2 separate regions of the Hordeum vulgare genome follow, and region 2 is linked to region 1. A link is a contact called in public Hi-C data. All regions are on one chromosome and are shown on one strand. The core of a region is the stretch at or near the end of the contact, and the rest is flanking DNA. Distances in the headings are between cores, read along the strand shown. Region 1 holds the start of LOC123452452 (5'-nucleotidase domain-containing protein 4). Region 2 holds the start of LOC123452460.

The links. Hi-C and Micro-C count contacts between places; a contact is called where the count stands out from the background.
Region 2: a Hi-C map of leaf shows a contact between it and region 1, with 4 times the contacts expected there. The contact joins the promoter of LOC123452460 here to the promoter of LOC123452452 in region 1. A contact is called at or near these places in 2 of 6 Hi-C or Micro-C datasets (leaf and seedling).

The regions. Positions count from the first base shown.
Region 1 is chr5H:536,025,278-536,033,160 of MorexV3_pseudomolecules_assembly, forward strand. LOC123452452 (5'-nucleotidase domain-containing protein 4) reads right to left here and starts at 3,646. Exons shown (of 17, transcript XM_045129101.1): 1 at 3,230-3,646; 2 at 2,381-2,643; 3 at 1,671-1,748; 4 at 804-1,024; 5 at 443-535; 6 at 123-206. The coding sequence starts at 3,350.
Region 2 is chr5H:536,245,486-536,253,368 of MorexV3_pseudomolecules_assembly, forward strand. LOC123452460 reads left to right here and starts at 4,232. Exons shown (of 5, transcript XM_045129111.1): 1 at 4,232-4,437; 2 at 4,546-6,893; 3 at 6,988-7,140; 4 at 7,238-7,415; 5 at 7,511-7,883. The coding sequence starts at 4,272. It overlaps LOC123452463, which reads left to right. Exons shown (of 3, transcript XM_045129112.1): 2 at 1-456; 3 at 2,128-2,788. The coding sequence ends at 2,361.

The DNA.
Region 1 (7,883 bases), core at 2,396-4,895:
TGAAATGCAGCCAGACAAAAATGATCAAACTTTTTCATTTGTCCATCAAATAAACTGCCTCCGTTAGGGTGGTGGGGTGGTGGACATCTATCAAACCTGAAATGGTGTAAGGAAGAGCATACCTGTTTGTCACCAAGAATGTTGAGCGTCCAGATTTTCTAAGCATTTCAAGCATTGGTACAATTGCCAAGTCTTCATTGATATACCTGGCAAGTTTTAATACAGAAATCAGCTTTGCCAGTTAAAACCAAATTGTATAGATTCTTACATCACAAAAGATGGGGGAAATATATGCAGGTCTATAGGCACCTGAACAAACAAAAAGAGAACCATACCTAACTATTGCAAAAAAAGAAAGAAAAATGATGTTCACTCTCTGTTGTGCCGAGCACTATGATGTAGAATAAGCACTACATGGTTGTGTAAGATTAAACAGAACTACCTGCTAGGTTCCTTTGCAACCATTCGTTTTAAAGTTCCATCACGATGACACAGATCAACGGCAGACCTCACATCTTTATACATAAGCGCATAGCTGTAACAACAAAACAATCCACGGTAACAGGTACATTAGCATATCAGTACAAGTAAAATGGAAGATGCAAATCAGAATATATGGAATAAAATGCCTGTCCAATATTTCATGCATAGGCAGAGGAAGAAAGGAAAATGAATAGACAAACATAAATGAAAGCATCATTTACACCTATGCTTGGCAATATCCATACACATTTGGTACATTGCAATCATTTACAAATCATTTGTGAAAGAATCATAACCATATATGGATCTAATGATCATACTCAGTGCCTGAAGGTACTTTTGCAGGATTGCTGTCCATGAAATCAACAAGCTGAGCAAACAGATAGGCTTCACCCAGTGAGAAAAGTGTATCTATAAGGGCATAATCAGGTTCATCAAAGGAATCCCTTATCAATGTACTTCCATAAGCAGCAACTTTTTCTTCCTTCGACATCTCCCTAAATCCATGGTATGCAACTTTTACATACTTGTGCCGGTCCATCTGATATTGCACACCATAGTTAAAATGGCAATTAAACTGATCCACTGATTCAGAAAGCATAAAACTACAATTAACCAAGAACCAACAGTAGCAAGTAGTGAATAACCAGCAGCAATTTAATTTATGCTACGTCTATTTTGTGTTGTTGCCTCCTATCATGCAGAACTTTTGCATCAAGAGACAATTGAATATTTTCAACATGATGGGAAGTGTTTAGTGAACAATTAGTGTCTTCAACTGTCAAGAAGTATGAATAGGGAACTACAACATGCAATCTTAAAGTTAAACTAAATATAAAAGTCAAAAAGAAAAGGTAGAAATTAGGTCAGGACTATAATTCAAAGACAAACAGAAGGTTCCAGACATCAATGTAAACATGGAACTTGGATTTTGTAAAAAATGTTCCTTGTCTTCTCATGGGTTTCCTGCATCTTGTTCTCGTCTTTATTAATTAAGACCTTACTCCCACTGCTTGCAAAAGTTTTTAAGAGATCAGTCAAACATTCTTAAGTTTAAACAGCACTGATTTTTTTTACCAACATTGGTAACATGAGTTATGAAATATTTTTGTTAATAATCATTTTTATATGAAGCAATGTATTTTCATAGAAACAAAGTGAAGTGAGTTCAAGCAAATACAGCGGACCTTCAAGATATTTCCTCTTTTCTTATCAAGAACTAGTCCTCTGACCATGTATTTCCAGTCAAATTGCCATGTCAACAGCTGCAGAATGAAACAGAGTAAATCAAATTCAGAACAAAAACTTGCAAGCCAATAGAATATTAAGCCCACAAGTCTCAGCATCAAATTGCTAGTCCTAAGAACAAACCAAATGTCCTTCACAAAGAATTCTGCACTTCTGTCTTCTGTAATAAACAGATATTCACTTGATAGGATAAATCTATTGCTACTACGTTAGTTCAGAAATTGGTCATCCTCCCTAAGATAAACAGAAATAACTAGCACAAAATTCTTTGGTTCAGAGTAGCAACAATTTTTATGCATTTATACTACTGAACAAAAATCATGGACTACTAGAAATATATTGCTCCAAAGTGGAAACAGGTAAAGACATGTTGTCAGTACTGTGTTAAATGGAATTATTAAGTTACTTTGAGGCAACAATGAGATCTTGGACACAACAACAGACCCCAAGTATCCATTTCAAATCTGAAATTACATAGAATGGGAGAACTAACTATTGACATCAAGTCTACTGTATATACTATTAACAATAGAAGACCTGACACAGTTCTTAGTAACCTCTAAAACAGCAAACCTATTACTACTAAAGCAAACGACCAGACTACTTGTGTTTGCACATCAAAATGTTTGCAGGTACCAGTGCAACAAACCTCCACAGGGTAGTTCAGATCCTTCACAAGCTTCTCAATAGTGCCATGGTAAGCAAGGGCCTCGAATGTCTCGGGCTTGTACTGCGCGAGAGTGTAGTCCATATCAAATCCTACTGCGGTGATGTTCCTCATGTTGAGTGACCTATTGCAGAATATCTGCTTCCCAATAGAAATGCTTCTCGGCTCCACCGACGGTGTTGACCAGATTGCCCCTGTTGAAGCAGGTTCCGCAGCACCGCTATCCATCCTTAGAGCACTGCAGCCTGATACGAGGTGAATAGAGAAAAGTACATCAGAGATACTGTATTGCAGTGTAATTCAGTGGTAGAACTCCATGTTTCAACCAAATTCGGTGAAAGTGTAGTGATCGGCCGATGGAAAAACGTAGCATAACTGAAGCTCTGCCACATTCGGACTACCATAAGGATACAATCAGGAAACAGTATTTCAACTGCATAATTCAGCCAAATTGAAACGAAGGCTAGGCCCCTGAATTTGGTATGGATTGATCAACCCATACATAACGGTGCCAGCACTTCAGAAGAAGGCCTGATCAACCCATACGAATCCCAAAATCTCATCGTAAACGAACACCAACCACGAAATTCCTTCCTTAAAAACAAACGCGAAAGCAGAGCAAAACATACACGATATACTACTTCAGCGTCCGCCGATGGACCTGAAACCGAATTGGGCAGCCCCCTAGCCTAGCAGGACTGGCCTCGGATCAAAGCCAACATTCCCATATTTGTAACGACCACCAAAATTAGAGAGGAACAGACAACGCAGACAACCGCTGAAATTAAGCGTTCCACCGCGAATTAACGAATGCTCGTCGGAAGCGCGCACCTCTGGGCCCCGAAGCCGACGCGGCGGGGGAGGAGGAGGAGGAGGATGCGAAGAAGAGGAGGAGGGGAGGCGAGAGGGGCGCGAGGCGTAGCGCGGCGGCGAGCGGCCTCCTGGAGAGCATATCGCTGGGGCGGCCTTAAATAGGCGAGAGGGGGCGGGGGTGGCGCGGACGAGGAGGATGACGGGACGCTGTTGTTGGCGGGCCGGGAGGGGAATAAATGGGGCGGGGGGAATCCGAGGGGGTGGGAGCACCGCCGCGCGGCGGCGCCATCTCACCGGAGGGCGGGCATTGGCCGGCGGGGGACAAGTGGCGCGGGGATCGTGTGCGGTGCGGATTCGGATGCCGCGTGCGTTGGAAGCCAAGCCAGCAGCGACCGCGAGCGACGGAGGAGGAGGTGGTGGATGGAGGGAGCGAGTTCCGGGGGTGGGGTGGGGGTGGGGTGGGGGGCCGCGGGGCAATAATGATGAGGTGAGGTCGGGTCGGTTCGTGGGTGAGGGAATAACCGAACGGGTGGTGCGGCTGCGGCTCCGCTTCCGCCTACTGGATTTTCCTCCCCCCACGCGCGCGCACGGGCCGGATTTGATCGTGCTTATCGTGTTGTTAGTGTGACACGTGGATGGCCCGGATTTTTTTTCTTGCAACTGCAAAACAAAATTCTTCACGTTTTTAAATTTAGATAGAAGTGTGGATCTTGGGGATTCTGTTTTTGGTAGGTGTTGTGTGAATGTGTGTGTGTGCACCTAATGTTATAATTATTGTTTTTAAACAGGTATTAACGTGAAACATGTTTTTCTTTACTAGAAAATGCCTTACGGACGTCAAATCCCGCTCTAAGAGCATCTCCAACAGCCGCGCTTCGCGCCGCGTTCAAAAAATGTGTTTGTCGCGCGCGCTTCGGTTGGTTTAGCGCGAGGATAGACGCTGACTCCAACAACCGCGTTATAATGCAGCGCGCGCGCCGCTTCAGCAATGTCCAAAAATGCAGCGCGCGCAGCACGCACAAACCACATATACATTTCAAAAAATAGGAGCAAAAACGATCAAACAAACAAAATAAATCAACAATAAATAGTCATTACAACTCAAACAAATTGTTTATCCTTCGGTACAACAAATAATGCAATAAACATAACCAATAGTTCATGAACAATACAATACAAATAATGCAATAAACACAACCAAATCATGCTCTTTGTCATCCATGCCATGCCCACCACTCTTCAATCAGATCCTTCTGAAGATCATTGTGCGTTGCGGGACGCCGAATGGCATGATAGGAGGCAACAAAACGGGCTACCCTTTCAGCCCTCCGTCGCACTCGCACGGGATGTCCCAAGAGCTCATACTGTGAGTAGTCTAAATCTTTGCCACGCTCATTCTCGATGATCATGTTGTGCATGATCACACAAGCGTGCATGATGTACCAAAGCATTTTTTGATCCCAAAATCTAGCCGGTCCTCTGACAATAGCAAATTGGGCTTGCAAAATCCCAAATGCTCTTTCCACATCTTTTCTAGCCGCCGCCTGAGCATTGTGGAAATCAAGATTTTTCTTACCTTCTGGCTTTTTCAACGGCTTCACGAAGGTTTGCCACTTTGGATAGATGTCATCCGCTAGATAATAGTCATAGTTGTATGTACGAACATTTGCTACAAACTGCACCGGTGGCAACTCACCATTTGCAATCTTATTCATCAGTGGTGACCGGTTGACAACATTGATGTCATTCAAAGATCCAGGCATTCCAAAGAGTGCATGCCAAATCCAAGTCTCCTGATCGGCCACCGCTTCAAGGATTATAGTGGAACCCTTTTTTTGGCCGTGGAATTGCTCATGTCATGCCTTTGGACAATTCTTCCAGCTCCAATGCATGCAATCTATTGAGCCAAGCATGCCAGGAAAGCCGCGAGATTTGTTCATCGTCAATAGCCTTGCGGCGTCTTCAGCAGTGGGAGATCTCAAATACTCCTCGCCAAACACTTGCACAATTCCCACTACAAAGCGCTTAACACACATGATGGCTTGGCTCTCACCCATAGCCAAGTGATCATCAACTAGATCAGCCGGGATACCGTATGCCAACATACGCAAAGCGGCTGTCACATTCAGAAAAGGTGCTATGCCCGAGCTCTCCGGCGGCATTCCTCCTTTGCTGGAAAAACCGGTCATGGCTCGCTAGTTTCTCTGCAATGCGCTTGAACAAGTCTGTGCTCATCCTAAACCGGCGACGAAAATACGACTCCGGGTATGTGGGATTCTCCACGAAATAGCTCTTCATCAATCTGTTATGGGCATCAATCATATCTCTCCAAATTTTCTCCCGACCCATAACCGAACCACCGTGCTTCGGTTTTTTATTGATATGCATAGCTATGATCATTGCAAGATCCTCCTCCTCTTCCATATCAAATTCTTCTTCAGAAGAATCATACGACGAACTCATCTACAATGTTCAATACTATACTATAAAAACTACCATTCAAAACATGCACCAAATTCATAAGTTTGGAGCAATACATACCTTGTAGGCGTTTTGTCGAACACCTTGCGGGCGCGGCACGACAGCGAGCTCTCGGGCGCTGTTCCTCGGACGTCGGAGGCGCGCGAGGGCCGGCCGGACTAGGAAGGGGTGGGGCGGAAGCGCGGCGGCGCGGGGAGGCCAGGGAAGCGCTTGAACGGTCGCCGGGGGGCGCGGGCGGCGCCCGCAGCGGAGACAGGCCGGGGAAGCGCCTGAGTGGTCGCTGGCGGGCGCGGACGGCGACGGCGGCGCGGGGATAGGCCGGGGAAGCGCTGAACGGTCGCCGGGGGCGCGAGCGGATGGGGGGAGCGAGCGCGCGAGAGCGGAGGAGCGAGCGCGCGAGAGCGGAGGAGAGAGCAGGAGCGAGCGCGGGAGAGTCGCGCGCGCGGGAGCCGGCGCAGCAAATAAGGGGCGCGGGATTGCGTTTCGGCCAGCGCGCTGAACTGGAAATGGCGCGCGCGCCGTTTTTGCGCGCCCGCTGGAGCTGCCCGCCGCGTTGCGCGCGTGCTAAAACTGCCTTTTTTGCGGCGCGACGCTTGTATAGCGCGTCTGTTGGAGATGCTCTAACACATGACAATTACTTTGAGCAATGCGGCGATTTCGAGCTGTTTTTTTAATATATGGCAACTCTTGTTTTAAAGTATGTTTTGGCAATTCTGACCGTCCACTGGGAAATGTTAAAATGTGACATCAACTTTTTAATATTTTCAAGACGTAATAGCTGAATTTGCACATATAAGTCACACCGGCTTGACACTTTTGTGTTGCTACAAAGAACAAATTCCTCTGCCATTCATGTCATGTCGACGCGTATCAACTAGTAGTGATGTCAAATTTGGTTGTCTGAACACACTCGCTGCTGCTCGACAACAATGACACTTTTTATACTTGATAAACTCCACATCTCACCCACTTTGCAACAAATGTTACTACTAGTATAAAAAGTGTAGGTGATACACTAACTGCCTCCATTGGCTAGAAGTTATAAGAGTAAAGATAGTCCTAACAAATCGACATCACTAAAGAAACACGTATGCTTACGAATAGCTTTATTGACATAGAAAGTGAGCTTCCAAAATTACGTGGCATGGCATACCATTATTGGAAGACTTCTTGGCATTGGCATACCAATAGGACATTGCTTGTCAAATCAAAATGATCGATAAAAAATAACACGAATGGTTTTATCGGCAAGGCTTTGATTGTGTTTATCGTGTTATTAGAGTGACACATGGATAACTTCAAATTTTTTGCATTGGTGCCCCCCAAAAAATAAAAATAAAAATGAAATGTAGAAGTGTAGATATTCTTGTGAGAGACGGTTGTGATGACTTTCGTAAATCTTTAAAGCCCACAACATTGATTTTGTTTTTGTTAGGTGATGTGTGAATGTGTGTGTCTATGTTGTAATTGTTGTTTTAAAACAAGAAAATATAAACGTGAAACAAGTTCTGCTAAAATGTAAGGACTTCGATAAACAGAGAACATCAATTTTTTAAGAAATCTCAACAACACCTTTAGGATCGTCAGATCCCAATCGATCCTATGTCAATCACTGTGTGCGACGTGGCAATTTTCTAACATTTTTTGCACTATATGGCAAATTTGACTTTAGAGCATATGGCAAAACTCTTACAGATAACATGACAAATTTATCTCTTTTTTTTGGCAGCTTCAGGAGTTCGGTAGGAGGTGTTTAACATTTCCCGAACGTAAGAGCTCAAATTGCACATATAGAACGCACCGGATCATCATGTATGTGTTGCTAAAAAGAACAAATTCATCTACCAGTCATGTCAACTGGAGTAGTGATCCCAACTTTGGTTGCCTAAAACACTCGCTACTAGTGTCAAAAGAGTAGGTGATACACGCTTGCCTCCACGCACTGGAAGTTATAAGAGTAAACGTAGTCCTAACGAATCGACAACACTAAGACACACGCTCTAGCACACCTCGTATAATGCATGAACCCGTAAAATTCCAACGAGTATACGAACTTGACCCAATTTTTTGATCAGAACAAAGCCTGTATACTCGTCATGTCCATAGTTTTTTTACCGCGGCCCGCAAACCTAACCCCGGAAGCCATATAGTGCAAAAAATGTTTGCGGGTAGATACGGGTCGAAACCCTAT
Region 2 (7,883 bases), core at 2,982-5,481, 220 kb after region 1:
GAGTTCGTCTCGTCGTCACTCAGAAGGGACAGGATCGACAAGAAGACCGAGGAGGCCACTTATGTCAGCACGGACAGCATAAGGATGACGGGGAGCGTGAGGTTTCAGGTGTTTGATAAGAACGACCTCTTGCTGACCGGGGACCTGGAGCTGTGCAATGCCAACGGACTGGTCGGGGAGCCGAAGAGCAGCAGCAAGAAATGGAATATCAAGTGTCATTCTTCGGCATCGTCTAGCGGTTTCTTGAAGGGGAAGATGTCAACGGGCCCAGACTCTGCGCATCCTGTTGTCGAGGTTTATGTCGCTGGCACTTTCTCTGGCACACCAATTATATTAACCAAGACGGTCCAGTTTATATCACGGAGGAAGTCCCAGATGAAACTAAAGCTGGATTCTATCCCCGAGAATGAAGCAACTGAACTACATACAGAGAACTCACACGGGGACTCTTTAAAGGTACTTCACTACATATCCACAGAGCCACCATTATTGAAAGTCCCTGTCATCTGATTGATCTCATGCTTGTCCCTTTAACCTAATATTGTATGATCAATCATTTGGGCTTAAAACATATTGGGGGGGAGTGCTGGACTATTTTGGTTTAATCGGCATTTTTCTTGGACCACGGTGACGTGCCTGTGGAATATTTGCTATGATAAACAACAATTGAAACGTATCCTCTCTGGAAACATTTCTTGCTTATATAGACCATTTAGTCATATTCAGTTTACCCCGAAAACTTATTCCTGCAAGTAGTATGCACAATTAAAATTTAACTTCAGAAAGATAGATAAGCTCCTATTTACCTATGTATGTATGTGTCCTCATGTTGGTGCTCTAAATTAATACCAACGTATTTGTACCCATTTCTGATGTTGATGATATTGCCAAGTAACCCCATTATATACATGGCTTGCGCATGATACCCATTGCATTATGTTGTGCAAGTGCAATATTTTCTTTCTGAATGTTGCTTCTGACTTTCTGCTAATTATTCCTTTGTGAGGATGGGAGATAATTTACTAAAATACATATCTCATGATGAAACTTCTTTTTGTGGCACATATTTGGACATTTGCGCCGTGCATACTCATTAAACAGAATGGACTGCAGGAGAAACTAAACATTGACAGGGGTGTATGATTGTAATTTTTTTTTAAACTATCTGGCTAATAGATGTATGCCCATTGGAACTAGGAACTTAGGCAGCTGATTCATATTGTATTGTACCTTAAGGCATGATCTCGTTGAGAATTTGCAGTGCTCAAGTCCATTAGTTCAGATCTGCACCCATGAAATGTCAATTGCAGTTTTTTAGTGATGCTACTATTGTTTACTTTTAAGTCAAATCACTATACATGTGTATGGATACTGGATAGAGGGTATTAAGGTTTCTACCTCATGGCAGCAGTTTTAGATTCATGGATATACCGTGCATCACATCAGTTTTCAGCTTCCTTAGTTACCTACAAGCCAAATTGTCCATCTTGATCCTACATAGAGCATGAGGTTTACATTTTGATTCCTCAGGTATCCTAGCCAGAATATCTTTATTCTGTACATTGTAGCTTCTAGATGCACTACTTTGGCATTCTCAAGTTATGGATCAGAGGACATCGCTGTCCCGAAGTACATGTGCCAATTAGGCAAATGCTTGAGTTCTAGCAAGACAGCACAGTAAGGCCATAAGAATGAAAATCAGTTTGGCAATGTTTTTCCTGAAGAAATTCCATTGGTTGACTGGGACTGGTACCCAGACAAATGCTTATGTGGCAGTTCTCTTGGTGCCATGATACAAGTATTCATTTTGGTTTGACCCAACTCTTTTATTTGAAGGGCATCAAGTGACATTTACTTGTTATTTTGTAAGAACAATACCAAACATGCTCTTTCTATGTATGCATGTTAGACTGGTGACAATTCAGTTATTAACTGTCATCTCTGTTGAGCACCAAGTCCAAATTACTGGGATAACTTGGATTTCTATATTAATGACGTGTGGTGACCACCTGTATGTGCTGGTTAGCAATCCTGTGAAAATTCACAACTAGTGCATGCTCTAATTTAGTTTCTATATATCGTGCAGTTATTTGACAGTATTGTTTTCTTTCCTATCTCCCGTTTCAGGTATCAGAATTCCAGGACCCCAAGCTCGAGACAGACATGGACGACTATAACAGCCTGTACTCGAGGCAGGACTTTCTAGAGGGCGAGGATGGTGAGCTTTCATGGTTTAATGCTGGCGTGCGGGTTGGTGTCGGGATCGGCCTCGGCATATGCGTGGGCGTCGGGCTGGGTGTCGGCCTGCTGGTCCGGACATACCAAGGCACCAGCAGGAACTTCAGGCGGCGACTGCCCTGATGACCAACGCTTCCCATCCCACAAATATAGGCGTGTATTTATCTGGTCCTCCTAGGAAACTGACTGCCCATCTTCCTGCCCGTGCTAGTGATAGAAGAGTGAGGCCTTCTGTTCTTCCCTCCCGCAACCGCCCTGGTATTCGATGCTTCCTTGTGTGCACTGCCAACCATTTTTGTCCCTCTGAGGTATGTAAATGCGAGTATGTGTATGTATAGTAGAAAAAAAAAATAAAGAGTCGGGTCGAGCCACTTGATGTTGCTGCGAGCATTAGATGGTTCTTTCTGAATTAAAATGTATTGATGAAGGAACTTAGGTGACCGGCAAGTGCAGTGTTAGTCTTGAGGGTGATGTTGCACCTAAGAACTGTTGCAAGTCATGACTTGTTTGTGCAGGGAGAACTCGATTAGGTGGCCTGTTATGTGTGTCATATGGTTTGCTTTGAGCTTTTTCTCGGACTTTCGGTCGCTTTTAGGTTTGTGTTGGTCACCACTATGTCCATCTTGTTTCGAAATGTCATCTAGCGAGCTGGATCTTCATCTTTGTACAGTTTGCGCCGGTATGGTGCAAGGTGTGTCTTGTTTATAAACCAAAAATGTAAAACCAGACAGATTCCAGAACAGAAGAAAGGTGTGAAACTCAGCTCACACTTGCTGTATTATTAATAGCTAGTGTTTTGTACTAGCACATCTGTTATGTTGATCTAGATATTGATTGATGGTTTCAAGATCGAGGTTTTAAAAGTACGAAGGTCTGTTAAGACACATAATCATTGCCACATATTCAGTGGGTTTTGTTTGTCTGTTTTCGATGATATTTGTCTATATATCAGTGGCCAAAATTAGAAATGTTTGACCAGTACTAGCTGCTAGGTACTGTTGACGACTACCCTAGTATGGGCACGAGCCTAGTATATTCTGATAGATGGTAAGTCGTACTGTATTTAAGGTGGTCGCTGTAGGCCCTTAAAACCGTAGATGGTGTAGCATAACCGTCTCTTAATCATCAATCCTAACTGAAAAATCAACCGTGCGGCCTTGTACAGCCCCAAAACGTGAGCATCTTTCCAAGGCTCGTGCAGTACTGAGAATGCCTGGGCCAAACGGCTCAACCAACCATCCTCAAATTTAAAATTTTGGTAAATGTTAGTAGTACATTCTTTCTTTAATTAATTAATTAAAAGCTTAGTAGTAGTAGTACCTTATATTTAAAATTGTACTGGTATCTTTTTTTGTTGTTGTCAATGTCACAACCAGAACCGCTTTACGTTTTGCACATACTCTGTCTGCAAATCATGGTGAGAAAGGAGGGCATTAAGTCATTAACCACCCCCACTACCACCTACTGATCAAAAGCCAGAGACAGGGATTATGGGTGATTATTCCCGAATGCAGCAGATAGATGGACACTCGTCTGCTTTTGGGTGGTGGTGGTGGTTTGCTTGGAATGCGGGTGAACCGGAGATGCAAACCAAACCGGACAGAGAAGAGGCGGCAGAGGCATCATACGCATGTAAGTAACTTCCACGGCAATCAATCTTGCCCTCACCACCACCTGAAAGCATCCGTCCACCGCAGTCCGCAGCTGCACACTGCTCTGCTCCCGGCCCGGGACGAGACACCCCACCTCACTGACCCATTCCCCAAGGAAGGCCTCTCGCTGACGGAAGGTCACGTCGGGAAAGCCCTTCGGAAAGTGCCGGAGGAAAACGAGAGGCCTGGCGAGTGGCGTGGCGGGGCGCTCTCACGCCCACGCACCACGCGGGACGACGCACCAACCCGACGAAAACAACTCCGGCGCTGCATTGTGTTTTTCAGGGCACGGCACCTAACCTAGACCTCTCTTGCCCGGCCGCTGGTTCTCTTTCATGGTGCGCTGCGGTGCGGTTTGGTGGCGGACAGGTGAGGTGAGGCATGGCCGCCAGCGCCAGGGTGCCTGATCTTGGCTCCGACTTTGCTCAGAAGATGCTGCAGGACCTCCGCCGACGCCGCGAGAGGCTCGGCTTCGGCTCGCCGTCGGCGCAGCAGCAGCAGCAGCGCACGGCGTCCACCGCCGCCGCCACCGCCACCGCGTCTCGGGGTACGTTTGCTTTGCACTCTGTTCTTGCTTTTGAATGTCCATTCACGCGCCCGCGACGATCTGCCAATGGATGCAAGTTTGATCACTCAATTTTGCTGTCTGTTGCAGATGCTTGCTCGAATTCTCAGAGGCCAGCTCCCAGCCAGAGGCCGCAGCAGGCAGCTGCTGCCCCTCGATCGACTAGGCCAGAAGCAACGACGACACCGAGACAACCCAGCACCAGCAATGCCGTCCTTGCCAGCGCCGCCAGGCCACGGCGAGTGCGCCCTGTCGCCGCCGCCGACGCCGACGCGCGCGCCATCGTGCCGTTCCAGGGAGGAGGAGGAGGCGCGGGCGGCGGCAAGCCGGAGCATGCCGTCGTCGCGAGCGGTGTCGACGTGCAGATGGCCGCGCTGGCCCTCGCGCTGAGCGACGGAGGGAAGCTCCGAAACATCGAGGTCGTGGCGCGCAACGGCTCCGTCTTCTTCCGGCAGCCGGACGCGGCCCGTCTGGGCGTTGGCGGCGGCGGCGGCTACCTCCTGCCGCCGCCGCCTTCTGGAGGAGATACAGGCGCGCACGCTGGCGAAGTGGCGATCGGGGTGCAGGACCTGAACGACATGCTCATGGCCGCGTATTCTTCCGGTGGGAGGAGGAGGCCCGACGACGAGGCCCGGAAGAAGCTCTTCAGAGGGTCCATGGACATGGAGGAGGCGCTGAGCATGCTGGTCATGCTCCAGGACGCCTCCAGGTACATGGAAGGGTCCGGGAGCGGGCTCAAGGGGAAGGAGAACCGCAAGAGCTCGCCGGCGGCGCGCTCCGCCAGGATCGAGGAGATCGTCGACGAAGATTCTGATGCTGAGCACGGCAAACATGCTTCCATGCAGATGGTTGTCCACGACAAATTTCAGAGCCATGAGAGTGCAGACAGTAGGTCAGTTATTCAGTCTAGTCCAGGCAGCTCCAAGATCAACAGTGCTTCTGGAGGTGAAAAGGATGGCTCAAAAGTGAGGATGCCCAGCGTGATCGCCAAGCTGATGGGGCTGGAGAACCTGCCGTCGTCGACGACGACGACGACCGCCGCGGAGCGCAAGGGGACGGAGAGGTTTGTGAAACCCGGAGCCGCGGCGCCAAGAATGGAGGTCAGAGGAAACGCGATGGACCGCAAATTGCCGATACGGATCATCGCTTCAGAGAAGGGGCAGCACAAGATTGTGTTGGCAGGGGAGTGGAAGAATGGCATGACAAACTTTGGGGAGTCTGAAATGGGTGCTGCTGCACTGTCGAACAGTTCATCACACCCTGCAACTGGTAATAGCAAGCAAGGAAGGCTAACCATGAGGGAGGTGCTGAGAAAGATGGTGGCAGCAGAGAGAGGAGCCGATGAAAGACAGGTAGCTGATGAGAGGATCATCCATGAGGACAAGACTGCTGCCGAAGAAATCAAGCTGCAGAACTCCGTCGATGTCGGGTGCCGTGCCGATTCGGGTAAGAGGATGGATTTTCTGAAAAGATTCAGGAAGAATTCAGACAACAGACCTGTCAAGGAAGAGAAGCAGACTGCTCAAGTGAAGAAGGCAGAAGTTGGAAAGAAGCAGGCCACTGGCATGAGACGGTTGCTGGGGAGAGACGGCGAGGCGAAATCGAGGAAGGCGAGGGAGAAGGTTAACAAGGAGAACCTTGCCACTGCAGAAACCAAGGCTGCAGGAAAGAATGTGAAGGCTGATCAGATGAGAAAGCAAGCACAGAGTAAACATGTAGAGAGACAGATCACGGCGAGGAAACCACAGAATCGCCGGGAAACACAGAGGGAAACGCCTAGCCGGAAGACTGAAAACAAGAAGTCGGTGATGTCAGAAGCAGGACATATGAGAAAGAAGCCTGAGTACAATCTAGTGACACAACAGGATAATGAAGAACATGCAAAAGAACATGACAGTTTTAGCAAACCAGCAGATAGCACACATGGCGAAGGCGGTTTGTCGGAACCATTGGCGATTGTAGTGAGAGGCAGCAGCATAGCCGGGGCAGCTTCCTTGGACCAACCATTACAGAAAATAACTGAAGGGTCTACTGAGAAAGCAACTGAAACACCGAGGGAACCGCAGAATTGTCGGGGAAAGCAGAGCGAAACACCGAGCCGGAAGTTGGAAAACAAGAAGTTATCGTTGTCAGAAGCAGGACATATGAGAAAGAAGCTTGACACTGTAGTGGCACAACAGGAGAATGAAGTAGATGCAAATGTAAATTGTACTATCAGTTCTAGCAAACCAGCAGATAGCACGAAAGGCGAAGGCGGTTTGTCGGAACCATCGACAATGGTAGTGAGAGACAGCACCACAGCCGAAGCAGCTTCTTTGGACAAACCTTTGCAGAAAATAACTGAAGGAACTAGTGATCCTACAGTTCCTGCTGAGAGTGTTGTACAGGCAAGTGAGGATTTGAAGTTCTTGGATCAGAGCGCAGTTGCTGAGATAGATGTAAGTTTGTCCAACCTAGGCACTCTGCTTAAACTCTCCGTGCACACATTTTATTATCGTTCTAATGAAGCTTGGAATTTGGTGTGAAATGCAGGATGAAAGAATGAACCACACACCGAGTGAGACTACACAGATACCTGAAATATTTGCCGAGGAAGAACAACAACAAGAGCAAGAAATGATAGTGAAAGAGCAACTAACCGAGGATTTGAAGTTCTTGAATCAGAGTACGATTCCTGAGACAAATGTAAGCTTATCCAAACTAGACACCCTGCTTAAACAATCTGCGTGTGCAAAAATTTATTATCATTCTAATGAAGCGTGCAACTTGGTGTAAAATGCAGGATGAACAGATCAACCACACACCTGATGAGGCGACAGAATTACCTGAAACATTTGCCGAGGAAGAACAACAGCAGCAACAACAAGAACGAGACCAACAAATGATAGTGATACCGGAAACTTTTTCCGAGATGGAGGAACAACAGCAACAAATGATAGTGAAAGAGCAACTAACGGACGGTATGCATATTCTTGATGTCCTGTGGTAGTAAACTGAAGAAATTGACACTTTGTTCAAAAGCCATTGAATGGACAACCCTACGCTTTTATTGCAGGCTCGGATCACACCACAGGGTCCATCAGTTCTGAAAATTTGCAGCAGGATCAGGAGACGCATGTCGTTACATGCGATTCTTTGACAGAGAACCAGCTGCTGCTCATGAGACTGCTGGTAAAGGATCGGTACTTGCTCGAAACCGCAAAGTCGATCGTCAGAGTTGATGCCCCCGTCAGTTTCATGGACGACGTCGCCAGCGCGCCGAACTGGTCGGACAAGGGCAACGAACTCCTCTCCGACGTGGCCCGGGAGGTGACCAGAAGGAAAGGCAAACGGAGCGAGGCCATGGAGGAGGTCAGCGTGGCGCGCGGCACCAACCCGAGGCTGCGATACCTCGACGACCTTGTCAGAGAGCTCGACGGCGACGTCGA